Linked DNA regions of Mus musculus: regions 2, 3, 4, 5, 6 and 7 are each linked to region 1. A link is a contact called in public HiChIP or PLAC-seq and promoter capture Hi-C data. All regions are on one chromosome and are shown on one strand. Each heading gives the region's core, a stretch centred on a gene start, on an enhancer-like site or on the middle of the called end of the contact. The rest is flanking DNA. Distances are from core to core; before and after follow the strand shown.

Region 1 (3,833 bases), core at 447-2,946:
TTTGTACACATTTCCATACTGGAAATGAATATAATTTTGTAGGAAGTATTTCCCTGACTCTGACCCCTTGAAAAGGCAGATGGCTTTTGAGATAAACTAATTAACATCATTTCCTAGCACATGACACCAAACATTCAAATCAGCACAGTGAAAATGAAACTTAGGGAAAGATATTTTTGTCTGTCTCCTTAGGCCCTGTTAGAGCTGTCACCTCTTTAGGGACAGCTCTGCGGTAATGCACCTGCTGCTCTTATGGAGGGTCTGGGTTCCATTCCCAGCACCCAGTCAGACCCCTCACAAGTGATTTCTAACTCCAGCTGCAGGGTGCATACCCACACAGACACATAATGAACTCTTAAAAACAAGAAGAACCTCTGATCCAATTTCTCTTGATTCCAAAGTGAACAAAATTTTCTCCTGAAAAGAAACTGGAATTTGTCTAGATTAATCACTGCAGGCCCCTTTGTAAATGCTGCATATTTGACTTCTTCTGATGTATGTTCCTGCCTAGCTCCCCTGTAGCTTTAGCTGGATAGAAAGGAGGAACATGGGCTGGAGAGAAGGCTTAGTAGTTGAGTGTACTGTTCTTTCAGAGGAGAGGGGCTCAGTGCTCAGGAACAATAGGCAGCGCACAATCTCCTAAAATTCAGCTCTGGAAGATCTGACGTCCTCGTCTGGTCCCCACGGATACCTGTATCCCATGCAGATACCTGTATACAGACACATAAAAGCATATGTAACTGAAAAACCAAATTTTTTTTTACTTAATTTTAAAGAAATGAGAGATACTTACAAATGCCCTACTGAACCATAACCAAGAAAGGCGATCAATAGTCTGTTCTCTCCCAGTGATAGGAAGGTCAGAATATATTTGTTTTCCTTTAGACTATGTTGTACATATTTTTTTTTTCAGGTTTCTCCCCTAAATCCATGAATGTAAACTAGCATGTCCTTGCTGCACCCTCCTATTTGGGAAATACCTGGAAAGTCATGTCAAGGATATTTAAGTCAGCTAGCTTAAAACAAAAACAAAAAACCCCACCTCCCATTTCTCAACAACCTCCAGTTTTGTTTCTATTCCTTTCCTTGGGCTAAATCAGAGATTTGGTACTCCATAGGGAGCCCTGTGATTTGGCTTGCTTAGGTTGAGATTCTCCACACGGTGAAGTCCTCGCCTGATTTCTTTGCCATGGGAGATGGCCCCAGAATGCTCAGCACAAGGTGGCGCCAATGAGCTATAGAAAGTTGACTTCCCTTTGCCCCAACCCCCATCCCCTCAAACCTCATCTCCTGTGTTTCTGGCTTCACTGAACAAGGCAGAAAATCCATTCTGTTATTTCTGGAGAAGGGATAGGTTAATGAAGGGTGCTGGGTTCTTACCGAGTCAGCACTGGAAGCCCTCTCCTAAAACGAATGGAGTTTGCTGAGTTTTCCGGGGGTCTCGGCTTCCTGCAACTTGCTCATTTTTCAGAAGGCCTCTGCCTCCAGATTGCCATCTCTCCCCTTTCCGGAGGAGCTCACAAGTCTAAGTTGCTGGTAGTTAAGGCTTCTGGCGACTGTGCAAAGGGGCCATCTGTGTTTGATCAGGCCAGGCGGGAAGGAGGGGGTGGGGGTTGTAAAGAGACTGAAAGCATTCCAGAGTAGTGAGAGACACCAGAGATGGGAAGGAGGAGGCCCCGCCCCCGCCCCGCCCCCAGAGCTAACGGGCTGGAGGGAAAGAGGCCGAATGCACACACTCCTCTGGCCCCACTTAAGGCTGCCATGGGGCCCAGTGCTCCTCTGCTGCTCCTCTTCTTTTTGTCATGGACGGGACCCCTTCAGGGACAGCAGCACCACCTTGTGGAGTACATGGAACGCCGACTAGCTGCCTTAGAGGTGAGGGACTTGTTTCTCTTCTCACCCAGGATGAGTCCACATCTATAGGTGCAACTAGCTGTCAGGGCTCTGGGAGTGACAAGATCGGGTTGTGTAAGAAGTCCTTAATGACGAGTAGCCTCTTAACTACAGACTTTTATTTCCCCAACATAAGACAATTGCCCAGCAAATAAACGCAACACGGCTCCCTCAGATTAGATGGAATAAGGGGGCAGGGGAAATGAGAGTCAGAATCGGGCTGCATCTATGCTGCTATACTGTTCAAGTTTCCCAGGCAATCTGCCTGCAACTTCCTGTCCGTTTCTTCCCCGCACCCCACATCTACTCCCTTTTGGACAATTTGAAGTCTGTAGCATCCTAATTTCCTGGAGGCTCAGATCACTGAGAACGCAAGGTGAAGGACTCTTATTCAGGCAAATTAAGCCAGGTTCCTCGGATGGGATGGTACCACTGACTAGTCTCCTCTGCTGTGGGAGCATGGCTGAGCTGGTCCCTTTCCTGGCCCTGACTCCCTGGCTGGGCCTCTGCTTGTCTGGGAGCTATAAACCTGCAACCCACCCTTCCTGACTCCCCGATCCCTTCAGGAACGGCTGGCCCAATGCCAGGATCAGAGTAGTCGGCATGCTGCCGAGCTTCGGGACTTCAAAAACAAGATGTTGCCTCTCCTGGAGGTGGCAGAGAAGGAGCGGGAGACCCTCAGAACTGAAGCAGACTCCATCTCAGGAAGAGTGGACCGTCTTGAAAGGGAGGTAGACTATCTGGAGACACAGAACCCAGCTTTGCCCTGTGTAGAGCTGGATGAGAAGGTGACTGGAGGTCCTGGAGCCAAAGGCAAGGGCCGAAGAAATGAGAAATACGATATGGTGACGGGTAAGTGATCTCACAGAGGTCCAGACAGTTTCAGAACTCCCCTTTCCTGCTTTTCTTCTTGTCCCAAGCCACCATAGCTCTATCTTTCAGAATGACACATTCATTGAGAGTTTCTAGAGGCCTGTCCTTTATCGGTACTCCATCTCTCAACCCTCCGTGAGTGGACACATGCACGGAAAAGTGTGTCTCTGTTCCCCAGGTGGCCCACTCTGGGGGAAGTTCCTGTTATACACATCTAACTCTTGGCCTCTGTTTCCTTCTCCTGTGCTTTCTCCTCTTCCCCACCAGACTGTAGCTACACAGTCGCTCAGGTGAGGTCAATGAAGATCCTGAAGCGGTTTGGTGGTTCAGTTGGCCTATGGACCAAGGATCCGCTGGGGCCAGCAGAGAAGATCTACGTGTTAGACGGCACCCAGAACGACACGGCTTTTGTCTTCCCAAGGCTGCGTGACTTCACCCTTGCCATGGCTGCCCGGAAAGCTTCCCGAATTCGGGTGCCCTTCCCCTGGGTAGGCACGGGGCAGCTGGTGTACGGTGGCTTCCTTTATTATGCTCGAAGGCCTCCTGGAGGACCTGGAGGGGGTGGTGAATTGGAGAACACTCTGCAGCTGATCAAATTTCACTTGGCAAACCGAACAGTGGTGGATAGCTCAGTGTTCCCTGCAGAGAGCCTGATACCCCCCTACGGCCTGACAGCAGATACATATATCGACCTGGCAGCTGATGAGGAGGGCCTGTGGGCTGTCTATGCCACTCGAGATGATGACAGGCATTTGTGTCTAGCCAAGTTAGACCCACAGACACTTGACACAGAGCAGCAGTGGGACACACCATGTCCCAGAGAGAACGCAGAGGCTGCGTTTGTCATCTGTGGGACCCTGTACGTTGTCTATAACACCCGCCCTGCCAGTAGGGCTCGTATTCAGTGTTCCTTCGATGCCAGTGGTACTCTCGCCCCTGAAAGGGCAGCACTCTCCTATTTTCCACGCCGATATGGTGCCCATGCCAGCCTTCGCTATAACCCCCGTGAGCGCCAGCTGTATGCCTGGGATGATGGCTACCAGATTGTCTACAAATTGGAGATGAAG
Region 2 (4,006 bases), core at 1,419-3,918, 430 kb after region 1:
TATTACACCTATTATTTGTAATAAACAGATGCCATGGAAAGTGAGAAAGCTTGTAAAAATTCTGTTGTGTGCCTAATTAAAAAATCTATTACAAATCTAATACAATTCTGATGAAGCAAAGATATGAATAAATACTGCTGATTCAGGTAAAATATGGTTAATAAAAAATTATGCATTAACAGTAACTATACTAACTAGTGCTTATTTATATGGCTTTCCTGCAATTATACATCAAATGTGAAACCAGTGTATTTATGCTTAGCTATTAAAACATGGTATGCATGAGAACGTTTAACAGTCACCTCCATACAAGTACTACCTTTTCATATCATACATAGCCACTAGCCTAAATATATTGCATTTGGAAAAACCTTATTTCAACCATAAAACTAGTGAACAAGGAAATAACTACCATCTTACTAACACAAATCCACACTAATAACATATGTAATTAGATATGAACATGAAAAATACTGTCTTATCAAACATATATTGCTTCAAGAAATAAAATCTGGGTTTAAATACACAAGACAAAATATGAGAATATTTAAGAATAAATTTATCAGTACTATTTCTAATACTTTTCAGTAAAGAATTATGACTTCTATACCTATGTTCTTTGTGCTCCAAAAGTTGACAGTCTCTACACGTCAATCTATCACACGTTTCACAGAATAGTTTCAACTGCTCTTGTTTATGTACAGGACAAAACACTGGGCGCTGACCAGATGTTCCAACAGACTCTGTAACAAAATAAAACATTTTTAAACAATAAGATTTTTGACTAATTTTTTCTATTTTTTTAAGTGCTAGTATTCAAAGATCATAAATAAGTAAACATGCTATTTCTAAGTTCAAACGGTTAGATGTGTCATTGAAACTATGTGTACAGGGACAAACAAGACATCTCAGTGATAAAGGCACAGGCTGCCAAGCCTGGTTCAATCCCTGGGACTCAAATGCAGAGAGAGCCAGTTCCTGTTGAGTTGTCCTCTGACATCCACAAATAGGCACTGCGGCACACAGGAGTGTACATATGCATACATATGGCATACACATACACAGGTGTGTACATATGTGTACACATACACATATGCACAAGTTTTTTTTTTTTTTTTTAAGAAAACAGCAAGACAGCAACTATATGTATCGTACCTGAGACATCTTCTTTTTTCCTGATCAGGTGGTCTTTAGTGAATTTTACTCTTTGATGTGCTTCAATGCATGTCTTACACAGCCACTCTCCACATTCTACACAAAAACCAACTGCACTTGCATTATCTTCACAACTAGTACATACCTAAAAAAGAAATAAACACTAATCTATATTACATTTGCCAAATGTAGATTAACAAAATAACTGAAAACTTTGTAACTTGCTCTTAAAAACCATTAATTATACAAAAGCATAAAATCACTGTTATTCATTTAATCTTCAAAAACATTTCTTTAGCAATAACATTTAGATAGGTAAAAATCTAATATTCAGAACATAAATCTATATAAAACTTAACTTTTTAAATAATAACTATTTTATTCTACCAAGTCTTAGGGTGTGGAAGAGTAATCTTTATTTCTAATTTGAAAGATAGAGCTATAGCAGAAGTACCTAAATTACTTAAATATTGTTTCTTATAATTTACATTTAACCACAAGAAAAATATATATGAGTATAGAGAGAACCTGAGGTGCATACCTGTTCTGATTTCTCATCAGAGCTGCTAGGAGCTTCAGATGTGTCTTTCACAAAATAATTATCCACAAGATCTATCTGTCTACATTCTTGACGACATACTGGACACCGTATTACACCAACTTTAAAAAAAAGAAGAGGAAGCAGGGGTTAATGTTCTTCAAAAGGAAAAGCAGGAAAGTCTGCATAAAGCCCATTTGGAAACCACTTGTGTACTACAAAAAAAGACCAAAGACATGAACAAAGCAGTTTGAGTTATTTCCCTGGAGAAAAATGATACCCATCTGGGAAAGGAAAACATGTATTAAAATGCTCCCACTAGAAATTTTTATTAAAATACAGAATTAGCTGACAGTCCTAAAAGAAATGCTAATCTTTCAAAGCCTATAAATGGATAAAAGAAACTGCAGCTGGGCAGTGGTGACACATGCCTTTAATCCTAGTACTTGGGAGACAGAGGTAGGCGAATCTCTGAGTTCAAGGCCAGCCTAATCTGCATAGTTCCAGGACAACTGGGGTTACATAATTAAGGCCCTGTCTCAAAAAGGGTGGGGGAGGAGGAAGATCTCATCAAGGTGCTTAATATAGAATGATTTCTGAATTATTCAGAGTGAACCTGTAAGAATGAGGCAGGTGTGTGTATGTATTCAGGTACCCAAAGGAGATTTAAAAAAAAAAAAAAAAAGGTGTTAGGGGCTGGGCGTGGTGGCGCACGCCTTTAATCCCAGCACTTGGGAGGCAGAGGCAGCCGGGATTTCTGAGGCCAGCCTGGTCTACAGAGTGAGTTCCAGGACTGCCAGGGCTATACAGAGAAACCCTGTCTCAGAAAACAGACAAAACAAAACAAAAACAAAAACAAAAAGGTGTTAGGTCTTTGGGAGCTGAAATTACAGGCAGTTTTAATTAAGCCTTGGATGAATGCTGGGAACTGAACTCTGGTCCTCTGGAAGAAGAGCAAACATTCTTAGCCACTGAGTCACCACTCTAGCACTCAGACGCAGACGCAACAGCACAACAGCTGAATCAGAAGACTAGAATGATGTGCCAAGAAAGGTACCCACTAAAAGCTAAGAAGACAATGAATGAATTCTTCACCCAAAACCTGTGCAATCAGTCCTGACGACGTTCCTCCAGAGCTTTTAAGAGTACGAGGTGTATGTATTCTAAATCAAGCTCTTCACGCAAGAGGAAGAAAATAAACAAGCATTCTATAAAGATTAGTTTGGTACTTAATATAATCTATACGATTGTAGGAGAAAAAGCACCCATGCTTTTATCTATTCATGTTTTACTATCTATTAGACAGGATAAACTGCTGAGGTAATATATGAAACTTAAGGAATTAAAAATTAATGCAGAAATCAATAAAACAAACTACTGGCATGTCAACCATGGCACTGGAAGGTGCATATACAACACAAATGACATGGTCTAGGCTGATGATATGGCTCAGCAGTTATGAACAGACCACACTTCCAGGGAACCTGGGTATGATTTCAGCACCCATGTCAGTAAACTCAAAACTGCCTGTAACTACAGTTCCAAGGTGATCCAATGCCTGTGGCCTCCAAGAGAACCTGCACTTATGTGCACATATCCACATACACACAAACACACATACACATAGCTTAAGAATAAAAGACATTATGCTGGATATGATGGAAGGTGTTGCTAATCCTAAAACCTGAGAGACAGAATCATCCTAAGTTCAAGGCCAGTCTGGACTACATAGCAAGACCCTATCCCCAAACAAATAAGCAAAACAAAACAAATATAATCCAAAGACTAAATTTAGTGTTCTTTATGGTGTATAACACACAACTCTAGAAAACACCATATGTAAAGACCAAGGTATAACAAAGTCTCCAAGAATTGCAAAGTACACAAACCGCAGAATCTATACAATCATTCTGACAGAAAGTGAAAATGTAAACAAAGTTCTCAACCTATCCAGGTGTCCTGGGAAGCATATGTAGTTCCAGCTACTCAGGAGGCTGATGCACAAGAATCACTTGAATGTGGACACTCAGCCTGGACAACTAAAGACTCACCCCACCCCCTTTTTTCATCCACTTGGCAGTACACACACCCTCATTCTAAAGCAGTTGCTCTCAGCCTTCCTGATGCTGACGCCCTGTGCTACAGTTCTTTGTGTCGTGGTGACCCCCAACCAGAACATTATTTCATTGCTACTTTATAACCGTCATTTTGCTGCTGTTATGAATCCTAATGTTTTCAAATGGTCTTAGGCAACCTCTGTGAAAGAACTGTTTGACACTCCACACGGGGTTGAGACCCACAGGTTGAGAACTG
Region 3 (3,955 bases), core at 209-2,708, 270 kb after region 1:
ATTTATGAGAGGCTGGCATTTTTGAAGGAAAGAAGCTATATAGATGGATGCAGTCTATACCCACTAAAGCAAACGGCAGGTGAGTGTCTGTTAACGTTTCCAGTATGTGTTATTTTTTTGCTGCTTGTTCCTCTCATAGCAACTTCCCTTTGCCCGTCCTATCCTGACAGCCCTCTCCTTCATCTTCAACATCCCACATACATTTCAAGATTTAGCAATGTTGACGTTTTCACAGTGATTATAAGGTTGCTATTCTTGCCTCTCTCCATCACTTACCCATTTTGCTTGCTTGTTTTGTTTTTGTTTTCCGTGCCCTCCCAGACCTCTCCTTGAACAGATTGCTTTCTATTACCACAGTCTTAACACTCCACTCTGAGCCAAATGGTCCTCTGCCGTCTTTTTAGCATCTTCTATTCATCAGTGGGAGTTGTAATTACAAACACTCCAACTGTTGCTTAAATATTTGTCCCTTTCCCACACAGCAGCTGATTTCAAAGGCAGGAAGTCCTCACAAATGAGCACTGTGTTTATGTATCACTGTGGTTGTGTCTTTGTGCTGAGCCTGAGGAGAAGAGATTTCCCATCCCCCTTCATTCTCTACCTGCCCCCCTCACCCACTCCAGCCTGGCCCACCAATTAGAATGCCTCACTATGTCTGAAGAGCCAACAGAAAATCTCCACTTTCAAGCATTTCAGAAGCAAGCACCTGTGCGGAGTGGAGATCTCTCTGTAACCGAAAGTGTAAAAAGCTTTGAGTCTTTAGCTGAAGAAAGAATTTGTTAGAGAGAGGACTTCACACTGTAAGTTTTACCTTCAGTTTGGTGAAGGCATGGAGGGCAATCTTGTTGTTCTAGACAACACAAACTCTGTTAATAGGAGTGTGAAGAGGGCAAACCAGAGGGAGTCCACAGCCACCCAAGGCAGCATGTCTGAGATGTTTCTGTCTCTCCCTGGTAAAGCTCCTTGCTACCATCACCAGGAGGGACGTGCTACCTTTTAACACTGGCTCAGTCACAGAGCCAAACCTAAAGAACATCTAAGGCAGTCTGGGGTTTTTGGTTTCTTTCATTAGATTTTGTGAACTACTGAGGGCCAACAGGGACAGACACAAGGAAAATGTCAGAAATAATATTTTTCCAGGCCAGGCATGCAGAGTGCAGGGTCTTTCCCCAATCAGCACTGTGGCAGTCCATCGGTCAGCCCCTTCACATGCCATCTGCAGTGATCACATGCTAACCCCAGGGTAAGTCCAGCTTTAGAGCCCCTTGTCTGGGTGTCTCACTGCCTGGCTTCCAGCCTGCGTCTCCTCTGAGACCAGACAGCTTCAAGATGAGGATGGCTTGTTCACACAACTGTCACTTACTCAGCAAACATTTCCAGGCTCTCATTTCGATGCCAGGCATAGAGGTCAAAGGGCGGCGTGGCAGCAGCAGCAGCTCTACTTTCAGGTTTGTGTCCACTGGTCAGGGAAGCAGATGAGCAAACTATCAACCCTGCCAGACTATCAAGGGCGGAGACGGGCCATAGACAGAAAGCATTATCTACCTGAGACTGAGGGGTCAGGAGGAACTCCTAGAGCCTGACATGCTGGAGATGAGATGTGCAAAGGAGTGTGATTACTAGAGTCTTGAGCAGAAAGAGAGAAAAGGTCAAGGCAGGGACTGCATATGAAAAAGTGAGGGCAGTTAAATAGCTCACTCCTCCTCAGATCTCCAGCGACCCTGTCTGGTGGGAACTACGGGTATAAAGATGACTCTCGGCAGAAGAGGCGGGAAGGGGTCAGAAGGCAGTCTCAGGAAGGGAGGTGTGTACTGAGTGAGGCTGTAAACTTTATCCTGACAGAGTCCTGGAGCCAGTGAAGAATTTTAAACAGGGGGTTGACACAATCAGATTAGTGATTTCAAAACCCTGGTAGCAATGTTTAAATAATGGGGGAGGGGAGCAAGAAAAGGACAGGACTTGGTCTGGGACTTGCTGTAATAATAATAGAATAACAGAAAATGGCAAAGGATAAGGTTAGGCAGGTACCCATCAACTTTGTTATTTGCATAGCAGAGTTAAAGAAAGGATAAAGAGAGGGAAAACTTGGAACAACCACAGCGTTGTGGCTGAGACAATCAGTTTACAGCAATAGCTAATGTAACTGCGTAGTATGTAAATTATGTATTTTTTTCCTTTGTGGTTTCTCGTTTTCTCATTAACCTCTTTCTTGTCAGGGCCTATTATGTGCCAGGCATAGTTTTAGATACTGAAGACGATGAGAACAGAGTGTAGAACTAATCAGACGATTTTAGGGCAGAGACCTCCCCAGCCCCTGCAACAACAACAACAAACCCACAAGCAATTATGATCTTGTTCTTGGCCAGAAGTAGGCAGATTGGCTCAAAGCCCAACTCTCAGATGATCTACAGTCTCACTCTTGAGAGAGTAAGGTTAGGAAGCTAACAGGAACTAGGAGACTCGGAGGCCATTGAGGACACACTCCAACCTCATAGTCAGACTTTGGTCCCCGGCTTCTGCCACCTTGGCAACACTAGAAAGAGAAGCATCCATTTTGCCCCCTCCTTAAGATTTAAAACACCCCGTGAAAAGGTGAAGGTGGAGCCCACTAAGGAAAAGCTACTTCTTCTGCTTCCTAGGACAACATCTGACTTCTAACTCTGCTCCCAGCCATGCGGTTCTTCTCCTTCTTCTCCGCTCCAAAGATTGCATAACAGATTGCTGTCTCCTTCCTCCCTTAAGACTTAATGCAGCTGAGCCTGTCAGTCTCCTGTCCAAGAGATAACCTCTCACAAAGGCTCCTTGACTTAAAGATATGCTAAGGAGGTGGGAGGAATAATTACAAGCCCCTTAATGAGAGCAGTTAAACAGAAAAAGACGACGGGAAACCTTTATTAATCTGGCATTCATTTAATGAACAGAGCATACTCAAGGAAAGCCCACTGTTGTGTTTTATTTAAAAAGATAAGAGAAAAACAGGGTTGTGTTTGGTGGAGGCATGGTATGGTGTGGAGAAGGGGGTGCCTCTGCTGGCCCTTGCTGAGGTATCCCTTCCCTCTGAGGGACCAGCTACAAGATAGTATAGTATAGAATAGAGTTTATTCAGGGCATGGGGAGGGGAGCTGAAGGAATAGAGACAGAGAAAGGCAGAGAGAGAGAGAGAGAGAGAGAGAGAGAGAGAGAGAGAGAGACAGAGAGAGACAGAGAGAGACAGAGAGTAGAGCAGTAGAGGCCAGCCATGAGCATGTGGAGAGAGAGAGAGAGAGAATGGGGAAAGGAATGGGAAGAGAGGGGGAAGAGAGCAGTAAGGGGCAAGATCAAGAAGAGAAGAGAAGAGAGCAAGAGAGTGAGGAGGGGGCAAACAGCCCCTTTTATACTGAGTCAGGCATACCTGGCTGTTGCCAGGTAACTGTGGGGCGGAGCCTAGAAGGAATGCTAACACCCACAACATACAAATGTGGAACAGGCAGGTGCTCTGTAAATGTCCCATAAAGGGTATTTCATGCCCTAGCCCTGAGTTTTGGGGCTTTCCCCCTCAGCTCACCAGTCCATTCCTATTCTGGGAACTGCTTTCTCTTTCTTTAGCTGTCTCTTTCCCTGGCTATTTAGACCATCTCATTCTCTAAGGACCCCCCGCAACACCCCCCTCCCTCACCCACCCTCTCACTCCCACCCCCACCCCCGTCACACGGATACTCACTGATCTGCAGAGCTGCCTGCTTGCTTAGACCTTAACTTAAAAGATGGGTCTTTCTCCCTCCATTTTCTTCATCTCCTGCCAAGATTGTCTAGCTTGCCTGCCCTGTGGCTTTCCTTTCAAATGCTATAAAAAAATGTTCTTCCAGCTTCCCTCAGAGTGTGTTTTGGAATTATTTTATTAATAAGGCTAAGAATCCACAAAGGGCATCCCCAGATCCCAGGTAACAAGGGTCAGTAGTGGAGGAGAAGCAAAGAC
Region 4 (4,316 bases), core at 118-2,617, 320 kb after region 1:
ATTGAATCCAGAGGGTGGTGTGGAAAATGGGGAAGCCGTCTGTGGGCCCTGAAGATGGTTCCTTCTTTATAAACAGAGATCTTGATTGTGTGAAAGCCACGCAAGGGCTTTTCAGCGAGATCTGTAAGCTCGGATGTGAGTGGGCATCTCTCCAGGGAGCGGTCTGCGTCCTGGAAATGGGGTGTTGCCTTAAATAGCGGGCAGACTTTCCTTTGGGTCAGCTAAGATCTGAGTGCTTGGAGCGGTTTCCAGTCCTACTGGATTCACAGTGTCCCCTGAAGCCCAGGGTAGAAATGTCAATCTTACTTCATTTCTGTTTCCCTAGACACCCTACTTTACACATGCACGCTAGCGGGGACACACACAGAGACACACAGTGCTGGCTCCTTCTCCCATCAATACAATGTATTCATAATTTCCCTCGTGCCTGCAAGCATTTGCATATCCTGCTGGCCCTGTCTGGAGTCTGCTTTCATCCACTGTTAACTGCAGGGGTTGGAGGGCTCACCACCATTCATCCTGAGTCCCAGCTTCCCCTGTTCAGAGAATCCTCCTTGACCTGACCTCAACTTCCACTGCCTCCATTCTCCTCGCTGATTCAGCTCCCACATTCTGTCTTCACAGCACCCAGCTTTGAGCACATTGTTTGCTTTTCCATCTTTTTCATTAAGAATCGAACTGCATGAGCCAACATATTTTTATCTTCTCTCTCTCTCTCTCTCTCTCTCTCTCTCTCTCTCTCTCACTCTCCCCCCAAAAACAATGGGAGCCATATGTTATCCCTTACTGTAGCTATTCAGAACCCCTGAGACTTCCCTACATGCAATATCTCCACACCCCCTTACTCTGCTGCCCTGAACTGAATACAGTACCTGGTACATAGGATGTAGTCAATTAAAGAGTCTGGAGTGTCAGTAAAGGATACATTGTTTCCTAAACAGTTCAAACCCTGCCTGGTTGTGTTTCTTTGCCATACCCTCAAACATATCCTGAGTGAGACATGACTTTAATGGCAGCTTGTTAACTCCTGAAGTCATCTGTGGTATGTTGAAGAGACAGGAAGGGCTAGATGGATTACAGACAAACCTCTCCAGCCCTCTGCTGGCAGCTGAGAAAGCAAGAATGCATGCAGGAACATGAGCAGGTCAAATCAGACAAGACAGATTCCTGCATGATTCTATGCCTTGATGCAGCTGGACAAAACAGCAGGTTTCCATCTTTGCTGCCCTGGATCTGTATTTATTGCCTGCTTCCCAGTCATGTTTCTCTATTGTCAAAAAAAGAGATTTGCCGGAGGCTGGCTCCCTTCCCATTAAGGTCACCAGAGAGCCACTGAATGCTGGGAAACAGTGGGCTCAGCACAATGTCAGGGAAGAGTTACTGAAAAGGAGCTCTGCGCTAGCGGGTCTGGCAGAGATCACACACAGAGAGGTCAGGGAGAAGTCACCACACAAAGGCAGGCAGACCAGACCCAGGAGACCTCCTCCTCCAGAGTTCTAGCAACTGACAAAGTCCTGTGACAGACCTCCCTAACTACAGCAGGACTCCCAGCCATTTTGATGACTCCCAGAAAATCACTTGAAAAAAATCCAACAAGAAATTCTTTCTATGATTAGGAAGAGATGGGGCGATCTGCAACCTGGAGGGCAACTTAAAGCCTCCAGAGCTGATCGCTCTCTCTCCAGAGCACAGCAGCCGCCTTAGAGACTCCATTTTCAAGAGGACTCTTGGGTCCTTCCTCTGGAAACATCCTTCTGTTTGTCAAAGGGCTCTTGTGTTACAGACACGCGGCTTCTCTGGTTAGGTCAGGAAGAAGGGAGACATCCAGGCAAGGAACTTAAACGTAAAGGGTCAGAAGAAACCTTTCTCACTTTGCTAAGGTGCCCAGAAGCCAGGCTCATGATTCCATTGTTCTGTCCTTCCTGTCTTGAACACAGTTAGGGCTCCCAGGTGCTAGAGAAGGTAGGGCCAATTCAGTCTTTTACATTTTGAGAACAGCAGGACAATAGAACTCAGTAAGTCCTCCTACCACACTCCAGAGAAGAGATGATGGACCAGTCATTGACTACTAATAACTGATGGCTTTCCTTTTCCAGGGACTGAATAGGGAGTCTGTGCAAGTCACTGCTTGGGTCTCCTCTTCTTCCTCACATCATAAAGTGGCACTCAGTAGTTCCCCAGGTCACTTCCAACCCACTGACTTCTGAGTGTTGGCTCTCTACAGAGACAATTTTTTTCCAACAATTTCCTTCCAATTTTTAATAAAAATCAATGACTTCATTGGTCTTAGAAATGCTACATGTAAGATATGTAAGCAAGCCAGGTGTGGTAGCGCACGCCTTTAGTCCCAGCACTTGGAAGGCAGAGGCAAGCCTGGTCTACAGAGTGAGTTCCAGGACAGCCAGGGCTATGCAGAAAAACCCTGTCTCAAAAAATCAACAAAACAAAACAAAACAAAACAAAACAAAACAAAACAAGATATGTAAGCAAAATCGAAAAGTATTAAAAGTAACTTTTAAAAATTTCATCCTGAGTCAGAGACATAACTAAATAGTAAAGGCACCCCCACCAAGCCAGATAACCCGGAGTCCCATCTCCATGACCCACAGTGATGGAAGGAGATAATGGCCTCTAAATACTGCCCTCTGACCTACACACACACACACACACACACACACACACACACACACACACACACACACACTTTGGTACCCATTTAAAAAAAAACAAATAGGTAAGTATTTTCAAAACTGTAATGTAAAAAATTAAATTAAAATTCATCCTATATTATATCTAGAAATACAATTAATATTTGTTAAACACCATCCTAGACACCTCTATGGATGTGTTATGACAAAAAAGGTAGGTAGATGGATGGAACTCATTTTACAGATATAGACTATGTGCTATTTTTGGTAAATAATAAACTGGGCAGTGGTGGTACACGCCTTTAATCTCAGTGCCTGGGAAGCAGAGGCAGCCTGAGTTCAAGGCCAGCCTGGTCTACAGAGTGAGTTTCATGACAGCCAGAGCTTCACAGAGAAACCCGGTCTTGGGGGAAAAAAAATCAAGTGTAATGCTATTCTCAAGTTTAGTTTGAAAAAGAAATGAAAGTAAAACTAAGAATTGTTCTACAACAAGAACTATGCAGGGACAGAAGTAGCAGCAGAATGTTCATAAGTTTTTGATCATTTCTCCAGCTGAAGGGTGGGTCTATTTCTCTACATCCATGAGTCTGGGCTGGGCCTGTGGTTTCTTTGGCCACTAGAATACAGTAGAAATGATGTTATTCCCATCCTGGGCCTCGCCTTTAAGAAAACTGGCAGCTCCCACTATGTTTCTTTTAGAACCCAGCCACTATGCTCTGAGGAAGCTCACGCAGCCACACAGTAGGTCCGCAGGAGGACAGGAGAGACTCCTGGCTAGCAGCCCCACCCAAATGCCCAGTCAGCAGCCTGCACCGGCTTCATGGGCCACCCCAGTAAGTGTACAAGGGTCAAACATGCCTGCTCTGAGTCTGGCCCAAACTGCCAAATTATGATCATATAGATGATTTTAGGGCACTAAGTTTTTACCTAGTTTGTTATGTAGGGCTGGGTAACTAAAACAGCAGAAAAGGAAAAGGATGGGCAGCTGCAGAGACCGCTCAGTGGTGAAGTGCACGTGCTGCTATTTCAGAAGACCCGCGTTCAGAACACCCACTTCAGGCAGCTCACGACCACTGTTAACCCAGCTCCAGGGGATCTGATGCCTTCTTATGGCATCCTCAGGAACTGCACACATGTGTGCATAGCACACAGCTATTATAATGAATAATAAAACAAATATTGTTTAAAAGATAAAAGGATTTAAAGACAACAATATAGTATAGTGGTTATCTAGGAGATAAAAATTCAATCCTCACCCAGGGTGAAAAAGTTAAAGAAACAGTGTCTTCATTGACTTCAGAATTTCTGATGTGTCGTCATATTTACAAGTTCATAAGTGTTTCTATATTAATATTATGTCTGAAACCAAATCCTAGAGTGAGTCTTTGCACCATATTTCAATGGTAAGATGGTTTGTTTTATGCTTTTATCCTACACGAGTTTTCTTCACCTATAATGTTGACACAATTCCCCATCTCCATCCTTAATGTGCTTCTTCTCCTTAGAGACAACTGACTCTCACATTGGATCCTTATATCAACTATTATTTCCCAGATTGCTTTGATCTCTGTGTTGCTGTTGTACTTGTTGTTGGGGTTTTTATGCTAATGTGAGCTGGCACACAGGCCTGAATGATGTTGACTGATCTGTTGAGAAAGTCATTTCCCC
Region 5 (3,721 bases), core at 1,079-3,578, 480 kb before region 1:
ATGGTTAAGACACTGGGCAGATGTTAGATGACTTAAAAAAAAAAAAGAAAAAAGAAAAAGAAAAAAGACACACAGCAGGCAGACATTGTTGGGTGACTACTTAACAACTATTCTCTCCTCCTCCCTTAAAGAGGACCTCTGCTTTGTTTGAAGGTGACTTATGATCAAGTTAGTGGAATGCTAGTAATTGCATTTTCTTTTGCCAGTGACTGGTCTAAGGTGGTCATGGCTCCATTTTTCTAGCCTACCACAGTGGCCACAAGCTAGGTAGGATTTTTCTCTTTCATCAAATTTGGACTAACATTTTCTTACCCTTCTTTCTTGCTTCATATAATGACCTTTGAGGATGTGATGTCTGGAGCTATGACAACCTTGTAATTAATAGGTGACAGGCTTGGAGACAAAAGTTCATATGGATATGATGTGGAAGAGTAAACACAAAGAGCTCCGGACCTTGATAATAGACTGTCCAACTAGTCCTCAAACTACCACACTTAAACTTTATGTTAAAGATGTAATAAATGACAGTGTGCTCTAAGCTATTATTTGTCAGATGTTTTGTTCCTTGTTGCCAGAGCCATTCTAAACAGATACAGTTTAGGCAGAGCATTGTGTTTCAGTCTCAGCAAAAATAGAAGATGTGAAGGCAATCGAGTATTCATTCAGGAATTTATTAGTATTAACTAGTTGTCCATAAAACAAGTTAAATTTTTTTTTAAATTTCAGATGTTGGTCTATTTGAATGATCCACATGATGCCTGTGAAAAGTATTTACTCCATTGGGTTCCAGACGCTGGGCTTTCTCTACCCCCATCATAAGTGTGAAGGCCATCTGGCTTCCAATCCACTTGGCCAGAGGGAGCCTCAGCAGGATGGAGGGTGGTATTAAAGAAATGTAGTTTCTCTCTTGGGTGACTGCTCAGCAGACAATCAAGGACTGAAGGTTACAGTCTGGCAATCTCTCCATCAGGGTGTAGATAAAGGTCCTGTCTCTGCCTGGCAGGTCCCAAGCCTGCAGCTCCAGGGCTCCACTTCCCTTATTGTTTCTTGAGTCCAGCCCACATTTAGTGTTTTTATTTCCCCAGTTCAATGGTGTGAAGGAAATCACTGTAGCTGTCTGAAGCTTGATCTAGTTTGTAGAGCTCCTCGGAGTTTAAAATAAGGGCTATCATTAAAGGGAGTCAGAAGACATGCCCTGTCACAAAAGTGAGACAAGTGCCCCAGTTCAGAGAAAACACTTTCCAAGAAATACTGGACGACTATTTGGATGAGGTGAAACATTTACGAACAGAGGGCATTCCAAAGACGAGAAAGCACGCGTTCAATGAAGGAAGAAAAAAAGCTTAAGTGTTTCTGAAAAATTAGAGCTGGGAGAGATCTGAGGTCTCCCTTGTTCTGAGTCACTTCTTCCACCTTCTTACAAACAAGCAGACGCGAAGCAGAGATCTGGTCAAGGTCAAGCCACCAGTGTCAGGACTTAGCTCCGCAGGCACCAGGTTGTTTTTTAATCCATCTCCTTCCCGCTTTCCTCAAATGATCTTCTAGTCAGTCTCTCTCGCTAAGCTGCAGTCTCCTCGAGAGCAGGATCACTGTTTTCTTCATTCTTGGAGTTCAGTAGCTAGTGTAATTAATGATCTTCACTCTCAGCTTGTTTCCGACAGGCTGTCTAACTTGCCCGAGATCACACAGCATTCGAGCACTGGACTGTATTTTACCCTCAATTAACAGGATTTCGCCAATGGATCATTTAAGAACATTCATTGAACGAATTAACAAATTCAAACCCGTAGAATCCGTTTCAGCCTTAACAGGCCCATTTAGTGGCTCCACCGTTCGGAGTAGCTGGGCACTGGACTCCCAGGATCCAGGCAAAGCACTCCCAGGATCGCCTTCGGGCTCCAGCTCCGAGGCCCCGCCCCCTGCCCAGCTGGGCACGCCCCACCTTGGGGACCAGGGTCCTTTCAGTGTTTGAGTTTCCCTTGGCTCCAGCCCCTGGCTGGAGGGCCTCTCCCCTCTAGGCGACCTGTGCCCGCTCCCAGACCAACCCTCTCTTTTCCCTCCCCCTTCTCCCTCCCTCACACTCTAAACTTCTTTTTTCCTCCCTCTCTAAACTTCAGTCATTCTAGTGCCCGCCTCCTCTACTTAGACCACCCAATCAGAAATCAGCATGCCCGCCGAGGGCCGCCCCCAGCTGCCAGAACCCAATCCACGGTGCGGAGCCGAGAACTGGGCGGGTCCTCCGGAGCAGAGCTGGTGACGGCAACGCGCCGGGCGCTGCGCTGCGGGAGGGGGCGGGGCCGGGCCGGCGAGGGCGGGGGAGGGGCCGAGCGGGGAGGAGGTTGCGGCGGGTTTGAAAGCGCCAGTTTCCTGGCAGCTGGGGCAGGCGTTGGTCTCGGCGCTCCGGCTCCGCAGCAGCCGCGCTCCAGCGAGCGACTAAGCTCGGTGCGCGCGTACCGATACGAGCCTCGGTTCCAGCCGCTCCCTCAGCTCCCGCCCCTTTGCCTCAGCCTTTCCCGCCGCGCGGGCGCCGAGTCCCGGCCGTCGGCGCTGACCCCGCCCGGAGACCCCGCCGGCGCCGCCCGCGGGGCGCGCGCTCCCTCCGGCTCTCCTCAGCGGCCCGCGAGAGGGGCGGCTCGCGGCGGCGCGCGGCCGGCGGGCTGAGGCGGGGGGTCGACGGCGGCGCCCCTCTGGCCGGGCTGTGCGCGGGGCCCGGAGCGGCACCGCGGCCGCCCGCGCGGGGGCTCCCCATGGTGCAGCGGAGGTCGGGATGTCGAAGACGTTGAAGAAGAAGAAGCACTGGCTCAGCAAGGTGCAGGAGTGTGCGGTATCCTGGGCCGGGCCCCCGGGCGACTTGGGCGCCGAGATCCGCGGCGGCGCCGAGCGCGGCGAGTTCCCTTACCTGGGGCGGCTCCGCGACGAGGCTGGCGGCGGCGGAGGCACCTGCTGCGTGGTCTCGGGCAAGGCGCCCAGTCCGGGCGATGTGCTGTTGGAGGTGAACGGGACGCCGGTCAGTGGGCTCACCAACCGGGACACTCTGGCTGTCATCCGCCACTTCCGCGAGCCCATCCGTCTGAAGACGGTGAAGCCAGGTGTGTGGTCGCCTTGGGGACCCGGGTCCTGGTCCGACTCCCCGGGGAGGAGGGGGGAGGGGGCGGCGCCGGGGTTTCCCATTTTGCGGCTAGTAAAACTGAGCTCGGGTGAACCGACAGCTGTGTAGGCTGTCAGGGAATTGGCACTAGGAGCTGGCTTTCCTAATCCAGCTCGGTCTCCCACCGCATCAAGAGTTTTTATTTTTATTTTTATTTGCCTAGAGAAGAGCCATCTCTTTTCTTCTCCCCTTTGTGGAAACAGTCCTATGATGATAATCTTTTCTTTGGAACGTATTTGCGTCTTCTAACGGGGAGAAAGGGCTTTACTATGGAGACTCGGCGCCGGATCGAGGGCCGAGGTTACCACTGAAAGCTCCTGGGAGGGCTCAGCTGGCCCAGTGCGTCGTGCACGACCGCAGACGTCTGGGAGCTGACAGTCCCACTCTGTGGGTCTAGGTGGCTCAGGTGTCTGAGTCCCAGTGAGGTACAGTGTGTGGTATGAGGCAGTGGAGCTGTTGTGTCGTCTGGATTTGGAAGGAGGACCCAGGTGCCCAGCCGAGCAAATGCCTTTGTAAAGCTTTCAAATCTACAGTATTTGTTGAAGCGCAGGGTAAAAAAAAGAACCCCTTGGT
Region 6 (4,306 bases), core at 1,192-3,691, 360 kb after region 1:
AATTATTAAAAAATAATTATTATTCAACATAGAAACTCTGAGGTTTCAGGGAGCCTAACAATTGTTACACAAAGGCGACCTCGTCCAAGAGAACACAGATTGGAACGTTACTTCACATGTGAATGTGGGTTTGAAACTTAGATCAGACGGTTTTCCAAGACATCTTTACTTACTGAGTTTAGGTGTCGGGTGTGACCACTCACCTGTGAAGCGTTTGTATATAACCTCCTGTTTGTATGTCACAATTGTTTGCTCTCTCAGGTTCTCCCTTCTTTGCCCCCCAGGACTGCTCCTTCTGTGCCATTTCTGAGACCTGTCTCTTAGAACCTCAGGCTAAGGGGAACCGAGGAGGACGTGGGGCCATGGCTAACACAGGCTGGCGGACAGATGCCTGGTCAGATGTGCAATAGCCAGCCAGTCCTTAGACTGCTCAGACTCCAGGCAAAGCTCCCAGAGGCCCCTGGGAAACATTCTAGTCCCCCAGGCCATGCCTGACTACCTGAGAAGCAAGCCATCAGGCTGAGCACTTTGGATTCCTGGGGTCTGGGACCACAGGGACAATCCCCACTCTGAGACCCCGGCCCCCTGAACCTGATGAATCCAGCAAGTGCTGCCTGGCTTCCACTAACCTCCAACCTTACTCCAGATCTCCCCAGAGCATCTTGCTCTGCGGAGCAGGTGCCTTAGCACCACACTTGCTGGGTACCCTCCAGGTCAACAGAACTCAGTGGCCTAAAGGTTCTCTCAGCCTAGAGCAGCCCTAGTCTCCCCTAGCGCAGGAGAACCCCTAACCATTCATTTCTTCTGAAAACCCTGTGGGACTGAAAAGCCGCCGTTGAGACCCTTAAATTCTGCAGCGTTCTCATGAGTCTCTCCCATTTAATCCTCAGACTCTTCCTATGAACTAGGTAAGACCTGGTGTTCCTCACAGGCAAAGACTCTCAGACTAGAAACTGAAATTACTCAGGTCTGGGGTTGCAGAAGAGACACAGACCCCAAGACACGTGCTTTCACTCTCACAAAGTGAGAGGAACCCCTGGGGACACAGCTCAGGACTGTCCCCAAGGGTAGGACCGTCGTCATTCAGACACCCTGAGCCAACCCTGGTGGGCACTGGCTGAGCTCCCGGCAGACTCCAGAACCGCTGTAGCCTCTGTAGCAGGATCCATGCAAGGCAGCAAAGCCCACACCCACACCCAGAGTGTGTCCCAGGGCTGAGTTGCCACGGCATTTGATATATTTGAAAAGAAGGGGTCTTTAGGAATAGCCCTATGACCCTTGGTACCCCTTCCCTGGCCTGCTTAGGAAATGACATCTTGTTTCTCTCTCTAGTCACCTCACTCCTCCTTCCAATCAGTGCCTGTCATCAGTCTGCTCAGAGAGTATACAAGGCACAAGCTTGGGGTCATACCAGGTAACCTAAGAGTTTCTGTCTTTTAAGATTTATTTATTTATTATATGTAAGTATACTGTAGCTGTCTTCAGACACTCCAGAAGAGGGCGTCAGATCTTGTTACAGATGGTTGTGAGCCACCATGTGGTTGCTGGGATTTGAACTCCAGACCTTCGGAAGAGCAGTCGGGTGCTCTTACCCACTGAGCCATCTCACCAGCCTGAGTTTCTGTCTTTAGAACCAATCCAGTCACCTTTGGGCTGCCTTGAAGAGGCAAGGGCCCACCCTGAGCACTGCTGGGGGTGGCTTCTGGACTTTTCCTCCCATCCTGTCAGGTTGTTTTCCTAATAGAGATTCACCTTGCCCAGTTAATGAGTCCTAGGCCAAAGAGGGAGTGGAGGCTGACTTTGGGAAATGTCTAGGTCTGACCACCCGCCTCAAAAATGACTCCCAGAAGAATCTGGGCAGGGGGTGGGAAGGAGGGAAGGAATCTACTCCTTGGGGCTGCTTCAGGAAGCACACACCAATGCATCCTTAGTTTGTCTTTAGGGATGCTGGGAAGAGTCTCAGGATGATGGGGGAAGAGGCCAGGAGCATGCATTTAAGCACTGTTCATACCCTGGCCTGACTAATGGTGATCTGAGGTCTGGCTCTGACACCAGGGAAGTTGTTATTGCTGGAAGGAACAAGCCAGTGTTCATCGTGGGACGATTGATCCTGATTGAGGGGAGTGCAGAACAACTTTGACATCCCATCTACTGATTGGCTTGCTGTTCCTGGCCCTTTGAAAACATCTTAGTTACTTCTGTCATGAGCCTTGAAGCCCTGAAGGTATGTGCTAGCTCTAATACATATGAGCCTTAGATGGTTAGCATGCTGTGTGCAGGACGGATGGAGGTAAAGGCTGTAAGGGCCATCTGCGGTGATACTGTCACCCAGTGACTGTCAGGGTTGATGGGTCTGATCTAGCTGCCTGGAAATGGCTCCCCTTCCTGCCTCACTCCTCCTCATATTTCTTTCCCAACACTGGGGAGCCATTGTGCAAGGCAGGCACAGTCAGGGGCCACTCCTCTCCTTTGTCAGTTGAAACTTTATGGTGCAAATTGAGCAAGCATAGAGGCATTCCTGTCCCTAAAAGAGCCTGCTTAGGAATGGGCTAACCCCTATATGAATAGCCACCCTGAATGAAACCACATTCTATCTTTGTTCAGGGAGAGTGTTGCTTTGAAAAATGACGCCCTTGCTCTCCTCACCTGCTGCAGGTGATAAATTCCATTCCGTGTGTGTGTGTGTGTGTGTGTGTGTGTGTGTGTGTGTGTGTGTGTTCCCTGTGTTTACGGTCGCTTTGCAACCATCAGGATTCAAATCCATTGTGTTCATTGATAAAGGTATACAAGGTGACTTCACTCTCCTACTAGAACCTCCAAAAAGAGGCAGTAGGGTAGACAAGGTACAAAATGGAAATAGAGATGCCAGAAGTCTTATTTTTTTAGTTATTGGGGGAAGTGGACTACGCATGTCAAGGTCAGCGGATACCTGAGGGTCAGTTCCCTCCCTCTATCTTTACACGGCTTCCTGAGATAGAACTCAGGTTGCTAGCCTTGCAAGGCAAGCCCCTCTAGCCACTGTGCCGTCTCCATGTCTTGCTAGGCTTTTTATTTTGCTTTTAGTTACCCATGAGACATCCAAGGGTCCAAGTATGTATGAGACCAGTGCCTTCAGCAACAGCAGCTTCTAGGTTTCTATGGCAGACACACACACACACACACACACACACACACACACACACACACACATACACACAGATACACACACACATACACACAGATACATACACACAGATATACACACATACACACACACACATAAACACACACATACATACACACACACACACACACACATATTCTTCAGTCTCCTGTCTAGGTCAGATTTCCAGCACAAACAATACTGTCACCAGAGTTGGCTGTTGACATGGTTATTTCTACTACACTGTAAATGTTTGCAAAGGGCTATGGGAAGAATTTACATATATATACACATACATACATACATACATACACACACACACACATATATATATACATATACAAACACACACACATATATATATATATGTAAATGAATGAATGAGGCACAAGCCTTTGCATATGTGGTTCCCGTTCTGAGTGTGGCTGGTCTCAGATCTGAGATGTTAGTAGTAAAGGCATCCCTTAAGCTACTGATCTTGAGATGTTGCAAGAAACTGTTAAATTTGCTTCCTGGTTCTCTGAACACAGTGAGGTGTAACCTAACTTGTGAGAACAGAGTACAACACATTCCTGTGATAGGTCATAGACTCTCAGCCAATCAAAAGCAGCCAACTGTTCAAACCTTGTTCAAAAAAGGAACTCTCCAGCTGTTACTAATCTAGCTGTCTCAGGGTCCTGGATTTCACATTTGCAACTCACTTCCTGTTCTCTGGCTATAAATATAACCTGCCATTCTGGGGCTGGCCTAGCCTGTGTGTGATGGTTTGTATATGCATGGCCCAGGGAATGGCACTATTAGGTGTGATCCTGTTGGAGTAGGTGTGTCACTGTGGGTGTGGAAGCCAGTATTCTGCTAGCAGCCTTCAGATGAAGATGTAGAACTCTCAGCTCTGTCTGCACCATGCCTGCTTGGATGCTGCCATGCTCCTGCCTTGATGATAATGGACTGAACCCAATTAAATGTTGTCCTTTATGAGACTTGCATTGGAAAAAAAAAAAAAAAAGCCAGACGTGGTGGTGCACGCCTTTAATCCTAGCACTGGGGAGGCAGAGGCAGGTGAATTTCTGAGTTCGAGGCCAGCTTGGTCTACAAAGTGAGTTCCAGGACAGCCAGGGCTATACAGAGAAACCCTGTCTCGAAAAAAAAAAAAAAGAGAGAGTT
Region 7 (3,751 bases), core at 962-3,461, 270 kb before region 1:
GTCAAGATACTTTTCATGTGCAGCAATAGAAAGCCAAATGCTTTGTAAACATCTGGACAAATGGAGTTCCATGTTTTGGATGTCTATTTCTCACAGAAATACATGAACTTCTGTAAGTGACTTCCACAAAGATTCAGACGGGAGCTTGGCCTACCCTCTGCTCTTAGAGCCAAGGAACCTGCACTGACTCATGAGCCGCAGCAGGCCACTGGAAAGAGGAACTACATCACAATAACTGTGTCTTGGCATGCCTCATACCTAAAAGCTTTCAGCTTTCTAAACAATAAGTTGAATAACTTTCTGATTCTGCTGTTAGTATTTATCAGCAATCAGTATGCTACCATTTTGGGAAGGCTACCATCTGTAGTTAACTGAATTCATCTGGCACATCTACAAACTTGATAGGCTCTCAGTCACTATACCATATTGATATAAGAGCTGAACCTATGCAAAACTACCTTGTCTCAAATCACACAAGCTACATTAAGTACGATGAAATATATGAATGCTTATGAATTTGATCTAGCAGCAAAGTCTAAATCTCGTAGTCTAAAATACGGACACAGCCAACTGCTTTAATTTAGCCTTAAACTCTGCTTTTACGATCCTATTGATACATGCCCATTTTATACTCTGTACATTAAAGTCAAAAACAAAAATGCCAAAATTCACAAACCAAGAAACTTATTTTGTCTTAAGGACAACCACTAGTTAACCTGAGTACTACCTTGTTGGAGTATCATATAGGAGAAATATAACACTGCTTGTTTGTACTCAAATCTCATGGCTCAGTAAAACCAGTGACTGCAAGAAATAGAAGATAAATCACTACACTGGTCCATGTATGTAATAAATCAATGAGTTCTCAGATGACTCCAAATCACCATGTGTGAGAACAAGGCCCATCTGGCCTATTAAGAATATATACAAACCTTGTGTTAAAAAAAAAAATATATATATATATATACATATATATATGATTTTTCAAAACATTTAGTTGAATTTAAAATAAGGTTGATTTGCTTTACATAGCACTAGTGAATAAAATGCTTGAATCCATAAACTGGCACATGTAAGAGACCCAGTTTAGAATTTTTCTTGCTGAAAGAAAACCATATTCCACTTAGACAAGCACATTGTTATTTAACTCTTCATTGTTTAGCTTACTGTGTTTGTTACCATAATTTGACATGTCTAGGTTTGTGGAGTATACCTTCATAGCAATTTTAGAAGAAATGATTTTCCCAGAAAACATTTTAAAAACAAATCAATGGATGATTTTCTTATTCTTTGATATATATTACTCCCCCACTTAGCCTAATTCTATTTTTTCATCTTGGTTATATTTCTCAATGTAATATTACCAAAATCTTAGCCCTTTTAAGGAATCAAAGCTTAAGTAACTGGATATTTACACAGGGATAAATGAAACATTGGTATCTGCACAAACGGGAGAACTATTCTTCATCCAGTGTACATATATATGCTAAGCATCTGTTAGGGGGGTCCAGTACTGTTCTGCATTCTGAAGAGTAAAGAAGAAAGCAGCTGTTTTCAAGGGGCTTAAAGTCTAATTAAAGGAGACACAAGTCAGCAAAAGATTATGATACACATGAAGGAAATTACTAGTGATATAACAGATAATTAACTAGGGTCACAATAGAGAACCCTACCAAGAACTGAAAGCCAAGAGCTATTCAGTAGCTATCCAGTGAGCAGTAAAAATACACATTTGAGGAAGAAATAGTTGAAAATACCTACTAAGAGCAAAAACTCGGTAAAGGAGATGGTGTAGAAGGCAGTGAGAAGTGAGGTTGAGGAGGCCAAACTTGAGAGAAGGGCCTGGGAGGTGACCACAGGAAAGGCCTTCCCTCCTAAGCCTCTCCAGACAGCACCACCTACTGGGAACAAGTATTCAAATGTCCAAGGCTAGGCATTACATCTCACTCCAACCTCTACAGTGTGGAACTAGATTAGACACTGAACCTTTACCTGAGCAGCTGCCTAAGGACTAAAGCATTTTAAGGTGAGGAAAATGAGTCTATCCTTAAAACAAAATAATTAGAAGCAGATGTTAGATTTTGGACAAAGGTAGCACAGATAATAGAATTAAACAAGGAGAACTCCCAAGACCGCCTTCAGATAGCAGCAGTGTAAAAAGGAAACCAGACAAAGCAGGTTTAGCTAGGTACTGGTAGCACAAACACATGACACCCAACCACAATGAACCTCCAAAACAATGAGGAAGGAAAACTTAGTGCTAAAGTTAACGCAGGGCTGTAATCACTACCAATGCAGGAAAACCTCGTCACAAACAAGCAAGTACAGCGTATAGAAAGATGTTGCTTTAGCAGCAAAGTTATCTTAGGTCTAGCTGTTCCTGGCACACCTACCAAACTTCAAAGTAATCCTTGAAATGCCCAAACTCTCCAAATATTACAAAAAAAAAAAATACATGCACACTACAATACCCTATTCTTCAACACTGTAAAATTCACAGCCAATAAAAAGTTACCAGGCATGTAAAACAGAAACGTGTCTTAAATGAAGAGACAACACAATAAAAACAAATGCCCAAATGACACAGCAAATATAAATATGTAAATATATTTATTATGTGGGAGAAAATATTGTAAGTAGAGATGTAGACTTTCTTAGATCAAAATCAAACTTTTGTAGATGGAAAATATATTGGCTGTAGCAGACACAATAGAACATGCCTGCAATCCCAACAGACAGATGGAAGGGGGTCAGGAGTTAGAGGCCAGCCTCAGTTATACAGTGTAACTTATCTCAAAGATTAATATTACACTGGATGACATTACCAAATTAGTGCAGAACAGGATAGAAAACTTGAAGGTACAACAAAGAAAAAGCATAAACATTGGTGAGCTAAGAGATGCTTCAAATTACCTAACACGCATGTGTGTTTGAGTCCTAAAAGGAGGCAGGTCAGAGTGGAATGTAGGAAAAACTTGTTTAATGCCCCAAAAATTTGTAATTTGATCATGTGAAAATATAATCTATAAAATGATACAAAACAATAAACCATAGCCTCCTTAAGCCCAACACACCGCAACACAAATAATATGACGAAAACTACATCAACAAATAATTCAACTGCACAAAGTCAGTGGTAAAGGTGGAAATCTTTAAAGGAGTGGAAAATAAACATCAGATTCATCTGAGATGAACAAAAGCCAAAGACTTCTAGTCAGAAACAATGAAGTCCAGAAAGCACTGGAACACCTTTTCATTGTTGGGACAAGGTCTTACTATGTGGCTGACTGGGTAGCTTGCTATGGCGATGAGGCCTGCCTAAAACTGAGCTGCCCCACCCCTTCCCTTGCCCCCTTTCCCCCTTAGTGCTTGGGTTAAAGGTAGGCAGCACCACTCCCAGCATTCAACTACTTTTTTTTTTTTTTTTTTTTTTTTTTTTTTGGTTTTTCAAGATAGGGTTTCTCTGTGTAGCCCTAGCTGTCCTGGAACTCACTCTATAGACCAGGCTGGCCTCAAACTCAGAAATCAAGGGACCCTGCTTCAAATTAATCACCATACTGATAAGGGACACAGACCTGCTTTGCTGACTTCTATACACACACAATACCCCATACAAACAAACATATGTGAGCATACACTCACTCACATATATATATATATATATATCTGTGGATCAATGGAAGTTTTTAAAAAAAATAAAATAAAATAAAGCATAGCTCCCTCAGAGCACTTGGGATAGGTGCGTATTCTT

Evidence for each region. Promoter capture Hi-C pulls out the DNA fragments that hold promoters and counts their contacts. HiChIP or PLAC-seq counts read pairs in DNA pulled down with a chosen protein or histone mark.
Region 2: a contact with region 1 is called in a promoter capture Hi-C map of embryonic stem cells, with 3 times the contacts expected there. The contact joins the enhancer-like site here to the promoter of Olfml3 in region 1. A contact is called at or near these places in 4 of 39 promoter capture datasets (cranial neural crest, embryonic stem cells, hematopoietic stem and progenitor cells and 1 more), 1 of 15 datasets of contacts at CTCF or cohesin (the NIH/3T3 cell line), 2 of 115 datasets of contacts at active chromatin or transcription factors (astrocytes and cardiomyocytes) and 2 of 9 other capture datasets (adipose tissue and embryonic stem cells).
Region 3: a contact with region 1 is called in a promoter capture Hi-C map of liver, with 3 times the contacts expected there. The contact joins the enhancer-like site here to the promoter of Olfml3 in region 1. A contact is called at or near these places in 23 of 39 promoter capture datasets (the 3T3-L1 cell line, 3T3-L1-derived adipocytes, the C10 cell line and 13 more), 5 of 484 Hi-C or Micro-C datasets (the HL-1 cell line, the N1E-115 cell line, bone marrow-derived DN2 thymocytes and 2 more), 10 of 115 datasets of contacts at active chromatin or transcription factors (craniofacial prominence, differentiating embryonic stem cells, embryonic basal ganglia and 6 more) and 3 of 9 other capture datasets (adipose tissue, embryonic stem cells and macrophages).
Region 4: a promoter capture Hi-C map of neural stem cells shows a contact between it and region 1. The contact joins the enhancer-like site here to the promoter of Olfml3 in region 1. A contact is called at or near these places in 27 of 39 promoter capture datasets (the 3T3-L1 cell line, 3T3-L1-derived adipocytes, the C10 cell line and 15 more), 3 of 15 datasets of contacts at CTCF or cohesin (embryonic stem cells, large pre-B cells and stem cell-derived epiblast-like cells), 44 of 484 Hi-C or Micro-C datasets (the 3T3-L1 cell line, the AtT-20 cell line, the C2C12 cell line and 28 more), 26 of 115 datasets of contacts at active chromatin or transcription factors (SST interneurons, T-cell acute lymphoblastic leukemia, bone marrow-derived macrophages and 20 more) and 6 of 9 other capture datasets (adipose tissue, embryonic stem cells, embryonic tail and 3 more).
Region 5: an H3K27ac HiChIP or PLAC-seq map of embryonic stem cells shows a contact between it and region 1, with 2.3 times the contacts expected there. The contact joins the promoter of Magi3 here to the promoter of Olfml3 in region 1. A contact is called at or near these places in 2 of 39 promoter capture datasets (the C10 cell line and pre-B cells), 3 of 115 datasets of contacts at active chromatin or transcription factors (the 230-238 cell line, embryonic stem cells and large pre-B cells) and 1 of 9 other capture datasets (liver).
Region 6: a CTCF HiChIP or PLAC-seq map of the NIH/3T3 cell line shows a contact between it and region 1, with 12 read pairs. The contact joins the enhancer-like site here to the promoter of Olfml3 in region 1. A contact is called at or near these places in 20 of 39 promoter capture datasets (3T3-L1-derived adipocytes, the C10 cell line, the HPC-7 cell line and 13 more), 3 of 15 datasets of contacts at CTCF or cohesin (CD8 T cells, the NIH/3T3 cell line and embryonic stem cells), 39 of 484 Hi-C or Micro-C datasets (the Ba/F3 cell line, the C2C12 cell line, CD4 T cells and 29 more), 27 of 115 datasets of contacts at active chromatin or transcription factors (CD8 T cells, DN3 thymocytes, the NIH/3T3 cell line and 21 more) and 4 of 9 other capture datasets (adipose tissue, embryonic stem cells, liver and 1 more).
Region 7: a contact with region 1 is called in a promoter capture Hi-C map of the HPC-7 cell line, with 2.4 times the contacts expected there. The contact joins the enhancer-like site here to the promoter of Olfml3 in region 1. A contact is called at or near these places in 9 of 39 promoter capture datasets (the C10 cell line, the HPC-7 cell line, HPC-7-derived erythroid cells and 6 more), 1 of 484 Hi-C or Micro-C datasets (large pre-B cells), 1 of 115 datasets of contacts at active chromatin or transcription factors (large pre-B cells) and 2 of 9 other capture datasets (adipose tissue and liver).

The regions. Positions count from the first base shown.
Region 1 is chr3:103,735,864-103,739,696 of GRCm38.p6, reverse strand. It overlaps Olfml3 (olfactomedin-like 3), which reads left to right and starts at 1,696. Exons shown (of 3, transcript NM_133859.2): 1 at 1,696-1,875; 2 at 2,460-2,745; 3 at 3,034-3,833. The coding sequence starts at 1,762.
Region 2 is chr3:103,308,118-103,312,123 of GRCm38.p6, reverse strand. It overlaps Trim33 (tripartite motif-containing 33), which reads right to left. Exons shown (of 20, transcript NM_053170.3): 2 at 1,697-1,815; 3 at 1,156-1,300; 4 at 611-743. Among named protein-coding and RNA genes, the nearest start is that of Trim33, 31 kb to the right of the region's middle. Within about 2 kb of position 2,668, at least 21 of the 459 cell types and tissues checked have an H3K27ac peak or open chromatin away from gene starts, as enhancers often do. A contact at or near this core is called in embryonic stem cells, where this site is marked.
Region 3 is chr3:103,462,799-103,466,753 of GRCm38.p6, reverse strand. No RefSeq gene overlaps it. Among named protein-coding and RNA genes, the nearest start is that of Gm25199, 19 kb to the right of the region's middle. Within about 2 kb of position 1,458, at least 32 of the 459 cell types and tissues checked have an H3K27ac peak or open chromatin away from gene starts, as enhancers often do. A contact at or near this core is called in the N1E-115 cell line and liver, where this site is marked.
Region 4 is chr3:103,416,957-103,421,272 of GRCm38.p6, reverse strand. No RefSeq gene overlaps it. Among named protein-coding and RNA genes, the nearest start is that of Gm25869, 8.3 kb to the left of the region's middle. Within about 2 kb of position 1,367, at least 78 of the 459 cell types and tissues checked have an H3K27ac peak or open chromatin away from gene starts, as enhancers often do. A contact at or near this core is called in the P5424 cell line, Th1 cells, cerebral cortex and 12 more, where this site is marked.
Region 5 is chr3:104,219,013-104,222,733 of GRCm38.p6, reverse strand. It overlaps Magi3 (membrane associated guanylate kinase, WW and PDZ domain containing 3), which reads left to right and starts at 2,328. Exons shown (of 21, transcript NM_001159354.1): 1 at 2,328-3,089. The coding sequence starts at 2,768.
Region 6 is chr3:103,377,721-103,382,026 of GRCm38.p6, reverse strand. No RefSeq gene overlaps it. Among named protein-coding and RNA genes, the nearest start is that of Gm25869, 48 kb to the left of the region's middle. Within about 2 kb of position 2,441, at least 135 of the 459 cell types and tissues checked have an H3K27ac peak or open chromatin away from gene starts, as enhancers often do. A contact at or near this core is called in CD8 T cells, DN3 thymocytes, the NIH/3T3 cell line and 16 more, where this site is marked.
Region 7 is chr3:104,008,616-104,012,366 of GRCm38.p6, reverse strand. No RefSeq gene overlaps it. Among named protein-coding and RNA genes, the nearest start is that of Phtf1os, 42 kb to the right of the region's middle. Within about 2 kb of position 2,211, at least 14 of the 459 cell types and tissues checked have an H3K27ac peak or open chromatin away from gene starts, as enhancers often do. A contact at or near this core is called in the HPC-7 cell line, where this site is marked.